Linked DNA regions of Mus musculus: region 2 is linked to region 1. The links are chromatin contacts, called in public HiCAR-type maps. All regions are on one chromosome and are shown on one strand. The core of a region is the stretch at or near the end of the contact, and the rest is flanking DNA. Distances in the headings are between cores, read along the strand shown.

What was found. HiCAR-type assays count read pairs that join an accessible place to other places.
Region 2: a HiCAR-type map of astrocytes shows a contact between it and region 1, with 2.6 times the contacts expected there. The contact joins two enhancer-like sites. A contact is called at or near these places in 2 of 115 datasets of contacts at active chromatin or transcription factors (astrocytes and embryonic stem cells).

The regions. Positions count from the first base shown.
Region 1 is chr5:74,049,811-74,053,652 of GRCm38.p6, reverse strand. The region is part of intron 1 of Usp46 (ubiquitin specific peptidase 46); the gene reads left to right. Gm52817 (a long non-coding RNA gene) reads right to left here. Exons shown (of 2, transcript XR_003955934.1): 2 at 148-3,842. Among named protein-coding and RNA genes, the nearest start is that of Gm52817, 4.0 kb to the right of the region's middle. Within about 2 kb of position 1,737, at least 79 of the 459 cell types and tissues checked have an H3K27ac peak or open chromatin away from gene starts, as enhancers often do. A contact at or near this core is called in astrocytes, where this site is marked.
Region 2 is chr5:74,997,575-75,001,416 of GRCm38.p6, reverse strand. No RefSeq gene overlaps it. Among named protein-coding and RNA genes, the nearest start is that of Gm52777, 15 kb to the right of the region's middle. Within about 2 kb of position 2,191, at least 36 of the 459 cell types and tissues checked have an H3K27ac peak or open chromatin away from gene starts, as enhancers often do. A contact at or near this core is called in astrocytes, where this site is marked.

The sequences.
Region 1 (3,842 bases), core at 488-2,987:
TTTGTTTGTTTGTTTGTTTGTTTTTTGTTTTCCCAACAAAACTACAAGGACACACACACAGCTGGTATTGCCAACAGTGTGCCTTACTTAACAGGTGTCACACTGAAACCTCTTACGCTTGGCGGTTGGGGGCAAATGGCCTGTTAGCTTTTTTTTTTTTTTTTTCTTTCTACTTGCATCTCTTTTACTAGAGGTGTGCCTGAGGAGCTGTTCAGACGTGTGACGGAAGACACTCAGTCTCCTTTCCGTGCTTGGCTTTGGGCAATTATTTTCAAAGTCTGTGAAAAAGTGCGTGCTTTGTCTTTATTTTCAGTCTGTCTCAGACCCGTATCTTTTAGTAAAATACAATTTTTAAAAAAGGATGAGCCAAATGAAATAGAAACCCAAAGATATGTAAAATAGAAGCCTCAAGTTGTTGTTGTTTTTTTTTGTTTGTTTGTTTTGTTTTGTTTTGTTTTGTTTTTATGACTCAGCCTGACAGATACAGAATTGCTCTGGCCACTTGTTGTGGATATGTGTTTGCACTTCTGGAGCTGGCTGGTGCTGGTGCTAACGCTTTCAAGCAACATTAAAGGACTGCTCACTCCTTCCTTCTCCCACCACCACACTCTTTGCCATGAGGGGGGACAATGCAGAGGTTTAGATTTCTGCTTTTATAATCCATACATTGCTGATTTTTTTTTCTCGTTATATTAAATATTTCTAATGGCGCCACACTGCTCAGGAAGGATGTGATTCCTAGAGGTGACTGGGCAGCTAATACTCAGGCATGGCAACTCTCTTCTCCTTTTGCCCAGAGCAGGGTCGCCTGGCTCATTGTTTTCACTGTGGACCTTGAGCGCAGAGACCAGGATGGCAGGCTGGGGCAGTGGGAAGATGAGATGACTGTGCAGTAAAACTGTGCGGAGCGGAACCACCTTCCAGGCCTTGCCAGGACCCGGCCCCTAACACCACCTCTTGGAAAAGTAATGAGATGAGAACAGATGGGGGAAGTCAGAGCCGAAGGGACATCATCCCTGCGGAGGGATCTGGGGCCAAGTGAAGTTCTTGTTCCTGGTTCCCTGTAGTCAGTGGCTGGGTGGCAATTTTGTCCTTCTCCACTCTGGGCTGGAAAACAGACATAGACTCTGCTGTTTCTCCTATGCTCCTGAATTGAAGTTAACTTGTGTGACTTTCATCAGCCAGAGCCCCCTGCAGGTGTCCTTCACCGAGTAGGGCGACTCTGTGCCACTGCGTTGTCAGATGTCCCAGGAGTAGACGCTGGGCTTCCGTGGAACAGCTGTTACATGGGATCATGTTAGGCTGCTGAGAAACATCACCCCTTCCAGAGTCACATAAGTGACAGGAACTCATGCTGTCATGTATCTGTCATGCTGTGCCTTCTTACGAATGGCTGGCTTCCTGCCGAAGCCCAGAGAAGTGCTTAGAAATGGTTCTCCGACCAGGAGCTGGAGTTGTAGAGTGTGGCCACCACTGAGCTCTGCCGGCTCAGGCCTCATGTTGGCAAGTTACTTCAGCCTCTTCAGCTTCATCATACACAGCCCTCCTTCGCCTGGGAGGTGGGGGCGGGGCGTGCCCATTGGTGATTTATTGGCAGGGAGAGTTAGGTTCAGTGTTGCTTAGGAGCCCTGAAGCGCTATGGTGGTGTTTGCGTGCTCATAACCGGGATGGCCATTCATAACACTCAGGGAGATGCCCAGTCCGCAGCCAGAAAACACTCCTGGCCGTCTGCCTGCTCCCTCCACTCACAGCTCAGGAATTACTAAAAATGTGAACGAAGCATTCTCTGGCCTGACTCGTTCGTAGTCAGCAGCTGATTCCGGAGACAGACGTGTGAGTCCCTGGCTCTGCCCTCACTGGCTCAGTGAGCTTGGCAGCTTTGCCTCAACATTTCCTTGTGTAGGATGCAAGGACTCTCTGCCTTGGGTTTGTGGGGGAGATCAAAGGAGCATACAGATGTGCGGTTCTTGGAGCACTGAGTACACACCATTCCCCATCCTTCCTCATTTTCCCAAGTTTATTCAGTGAGCAGATGTGTCAAGTTCTTTCTATGGAAAGCACTGCTAGGGGGAGGCATACGAATCAGACATAATCACTTCCTGAGGAGAGACTGGATCTTCTGTAGAGCTGGCGGGCTTCTCTGTAGAGAGCTAGTCGTAGAGTTTAGATTTTGTGGGTCATAGTATCTCTGCAGCAAGTCCGTGATCCGATTGTTCTCTCAGAACGTAGTTGCCACGATTACCTGACTGGTCACAGCGGTATTATAACAGTTAAAGTTTATATAAGCATCTGGAAGCACAGGCAGAGTAGGTCTGTGAGCGGCACATAGGCATCTAGTAGGGTGACGTGTCAACTAATAAGTTACTCTGTTACAAATTGGGATAAGTGCCGAAAGGAAACAGATAGGAAAGGTCTGTGTCTTAGGAGAAGACTGGCTTCCAGGCAGCTAGGATGAAGGTCTTAAAGCCCATGCCCACAGTGACTCACCTACTCCAACCAGGCCACACCCACTCCAGCCAGGCCACACCCACTCCAGCCAGGCCACACCCACTCCAACCAGGCCACACCCACTCCAACAAGGCTGCACCTACTCCAACAAGGTCACACTTCCAAATAGGGCCACTCCTTGCGACAAGCATATTCAAACCATGACAGTCTGTAAGAAGGAAGGTCAAGGACTATGGGACATTGCAGCCACAGGATGAGTTGGAGACAGCTGGAGAGGGAGAGACAGGGTACAGCTCTGAGGGATGGGACCATGGTCTAGACTGTTCCCTGCAAGGGTCTCTCCCCTCAGTCTGTTTTGAAGGAGTAGTGGGTGTGCTTCAGCTTGCACTTTTGCTCTCTCTAACCCAAGTCCACTTTTCCCCTCACTTCTTCCTTCCATAGCCCTATCACAGGGAGATGAGCTGCATATGACAGACGAAGACACTTTTGTTCTTCATAGTCCTGGTCATTACACCCTCTCTCTCCATGTTCCCTTGCTTTGTTATGTTGTTTGTAGTATCTAGGCAGGAATTTAAAAGTTGGAGGTGGTAAGATTGCACCTTATTTTATTGTTTAGTGATAACTGATTCATTCCTTAAAAATCCGTTCTCATTTTGCCTTTTAAAATTTAACGTAACTTTATTACTTGGGTAAAGGCTTGGACACAATGATGAAATGCCTTTTTTTCCTTCACATGTCCTGTTTCTGCCAGCTCCACAGATTCATTTCCTCCAAGCAGGTTGCATGCCCTATAAAGGTTTGCTTTATTTTGTTTTACTCATGTGTATGGTTATGTTCTAGCATTGTGTGTCTGCACCAGGTATGTGCCTGGCTCCCAAGGAGGCCAGAACAGGGAGTTGGACCCCCTGGGATTGGAGTTACAAAAAGTTGTGAGCCTCCCTCTGGGTGCTAGCAATCAAATCCTGCTCTTCTTGAAAGAGCAGCCAGGGCTTTCAACTGCTAAGCCATCTCTCCAGCCCCTGATGAACATTTTGTATAAGAGGACTGGGATGTTTTCCCTTTCAGAGGATGCCTCTGACATAGGGGTGCTCCTGTATCACACCAATGTCGTCCCTAATGGATGAGCTCTGATTCAATGAGAGGTCTGGTCTCGAAAAATATGGTGGAGTGACTGAGCCAGACAGCCAGCATCATCTTCTTACTTCCATATGTTGGCACACACCCACATGTACATGTATGTAGATACACACACACACACACACACACACGGGAGAATAACTATAATTGTTGTAAGGACTACAGTGAGTACACAGAAATCCCTCAGAGCGGTGCCTACTCAGTCAATACCCCTTCCCACTTATCTGCTGTCTTGATTACACCTAAGGCACCAGGAT
Region 2 (3,842 bases), core at 942-3,441, 950 kb before region 1:
CTGTTTTAAGTGGGCATCATCGGATAGTTTTCAGAACTCCTGCTGAGCAGGCAGTTGTCCTGAGAAAAGTGCTTTCCTGCCTGAGCATTTGGCTAACTGAAGCATGCAAGGAAGGCTGGTAGCAGTCTTCAAAGTTGACAAAGTACAAAGGTGAATTTCAAAAGCATATATATATATATTCTACTATTCCTAACAAATTAAAGCCATTGCTAAACAAAACACGGTCTGTTTTCCTTAAGTAGCTTTCTTTTTGGTTAGTTAAGACTTTGATCCATACTTAAGAAGGTACGTAGATGGGTTATGTTGCTGGATTATAGTTATGGTGGCATGGTTTGTGATCTCTTGTAGGTTATAGTAAAATGTATACAAATTTTAATAAAATTAAACATCATAAACTGTAAACTTTTCTTATAACTCTTCAAATCAGATGTAGGAATGCGCCCCTGTCATACCCACATTGGAAAGGTTAAGGCATGAGGATTTGAGTTCAAAGCTAGCCCGGGCTTGGGCTACAGAGTGAGTTCTGGACTTAAACATTCAAACAGAAATCTAGTATGGACTGGAGAATTACAAGTTTATGCTGTGTTAGTTTGCTTGCTCTGACCCGTCATCTGAAGACAGGCTCACTTTAGTCTAAACTGGCCTTCACTAAATCATGCTCTTCCCGCCTCAGCCTCCTAAGTGAGGGTTGTGGAGGTGTACTGCCACACCTGGTGTAAAAGTGCCGTTTTTAGTAGAATCAATTGTAGCATGTGGTTTCAACCCGTAAGGCTGTGGCCAAATTAAACTAAAACACAGCTTTTATCCTTGCAGAACTTAACATAGGAGATGAAGTAAAACTACGGAAATACCAGGTCCGTGGAGTCCTCCAGTCAGCTGTGGGTCTCAGATGCTGTCTGTTGACATTCTTAGCCTTTTAGTTGGTGGAAGCCAGTGGTGTGTTAATACACACGAAAGGTTGTACCTGTTAAAAGGGTGTGAGAGATGGCCACTAAGTGGCTAATGATATAGGGAGCCCAGGAGAAATTGTAATTAGGCTGACACCCTCCTGCGCCCCCCCACCCCCCACCCCACCAAGTCAGTTATCCTCCATAAGAAAGTCAGTTTTTGTCTTCAGCTGTGCATTTGTGTCTACATACCACATAGAGGTAGGATTCTGACAAAAATACCCAACTCTATTTGCTTCAAGATTTTGTAGTATGCACTGAAGATTTTTTTTACCTCCATTGCTGGAATTGTTTTACATAAGATACAAAATGAAAATGGTACATGAAACAATTTAAGAGAGAAGCTTAATTTTTGAATTTTTTGTTTGTTTTGCTGAATCATCTCTATTAGAGGGACTTGGGGGGCTTTTTTTTTTCTGATACCTTATTTTCTGAATTTCTGTTCTTTTTACTGTTTTTATCCAAACAAAAATGAGAGCATTCTCAGAATTGTATTCTGCTTCTTTTTTTCTCAAATAGAGACTGCAGCAAAATGCCATCGCTGCCCACAGTATAGTTAGTATTTTAGACTCCATTGCAGAAAGCCTAAGAGAGCCCAACCTTTGTACCTACAGCCTTAGATATTGTTAAATAGCCATTCAGTTTTCTTCACATTGTGTGTGAGATGAATATTTCTTAAGACGTTTTGTTTGCTCTCCCAAAGAAATCAACCAAGGAAAAAAAAAAAAAAAACCTCAAAAAACAAAACAAACAAAAAACACCCTGTAACTCATGTGAAGCATGCAGGGTGTTGTAATTTCAGTTTGCAAAGCGCTGAGATACAATGTTGCTGAGCCAAAAGCACACGATAGATTTAATGTAGCCAATTGTGGACTTTTGAAAAAAAGAGTAACTGTTCCCTGTGAGTTAATTTTGGATTTTTTCAAAATCTCTCTTTTAGGCTTTGTGCTGGATTCTTCCAGACAAATGCGTCTTCCATGTGGGCCAGTGTTCTGCTAAATGCTCTCCGTTCTCCTTTTGCAATCAAGACTATGTTGCTAAGGAGATTTCGCTTTTATTGGTGCCATTGATTTGTGTTAATACGTTTTGAATACCTCTTGGTATTCTTCAGTAGACAAGGCCAAAAGAAAAACTTCCCCGAGTCCCCCAATTTACATGACAAACGGAGCGGTGGTGTAATGAAGCCGATCTAAAGTGGGCAGTTGAAAGGGACCCAAAGAAGGGCACTCAAGTGAGAAATGAAGAAATGCGTGAGTGCAGTCTGTAGGCTGCCTTCAGGCCAGCTGCAGGAACTGGCTCCAGCCAGAGGCAGAGTGAGGGAGCACCTCCCTCTGCAAAGACCACCCACTTTTGGAGCCCAAACTGACACACCATAGATTACCTCACTGTACAAGACCACTTAAAAGTGAGCAAGGCTCCCAAGCAGGCAAGAGATGATTCTCAGCCCCTTGAGTCCCAAGCTTACAGAGGCCTGGCCTCCTCCACGTGCCCTTTGACCTTAAGTTGCTAATGAAGTCCTCCATGAGTGAGTTCTTGTCCTCAGGACCGACATACTCACATCACCTTGGAAAAAGACTCTAACTGATCACATTTGGTTTACTCTTATATTCCTTTGTATCCCATCCCAGCTACCAAAACCCTTTCATTACTACAGCACTCAGGAGCTCCGTGAGCAGGTGACTCCAGGCTGAGCCTCAGTACATAAAAGCCCAAAGGACTGCTGTGGGGCACATATTTACACAGACTTGTTCAAACCTGTTAACATGCCAACACAGATCATGTCTTAGCCATACCTACGTAACTTGAAGGTTGTTTAGGGATGTAGCTCAGTTGATAGAGTGAGTGCCTAGCAGGCACTCAGACAGTCCTGAGCTCAATCATCAGCACCACACAAATGATGCTTGTAATCTCAGCACAGGGCAGGTGGAGGCAGGGGGGCCAGAAGTTTAGGGTACTACACAGCTGTATATCCAGTTAAGGCCAACCTGTGATTCATAAGACCGAAGTCAAAAGAATGGAAACATCATGAAAAAATTGCTATAGCCATTGGTCATGAAATACTTAGTCACTTCAAGTATTTTATAATTGTTAATTTAGTGAAAGAAAAGCATAAACTATTGGTTCTTTAATAACAAGTAATCTGGCAAGATAATTAGAGGCATCCTGTGGTCACTGGGAAATAGAAATTCCTCTCTTCACCATATCTTTTTCCTACATCCAAGATACTTGTTGGTCACTCTACCTAAAATCCAATTTTCTAAATTTTCCAAACAAAATCAGACAAGTTTTGTCAATAGTCAAAAAATACTAGCCGGGCCGGGCAGTGGTGGCACACACCTTTAATCCCAGCACTCGGGAGGCAGAGACAGGCGGATTTCTGAGTTCGAGGTCAGCCTGGTCTACAAAGTGAGTTCCAGGACAGCCAGGGCTATACAGAGAAACCCTGTCTCGAAAAACCAAAATAAAAATGAAAATAAAAAAATACTGTAGTTTGGGGTTTTTTTTCCCCCTTGTAATATTTTTACATTTAGTTTGCTTTCTAACATAGTAGTTGTGATAATATCTGCCTGGTTTGTATAGTTACAGGGCCATTCTATTACATAGAGCTAAGATTGAGGTTGGGGAATATACCTCTGCATTCTTGCTCACTACATACAAGGCCTTGGATTCAGTCCTCAGCACCGCATAACACAGGCACATTGGTGTACGTGGGAAGTGGAGGCAGGACGACCAGAAGTTCACTGTCACCCCTGGCTACACGGGGTTCAGAGTCAAAGCTGAAGTCAAGAATTCTAAGGATGAAATGGCAACTAAGGATTATAGGCGAAATTTTAAAAAGTGAAAATATGTGTGTTAAAAACATATACTGGCATTTTACTTTAAAATTATACTGGG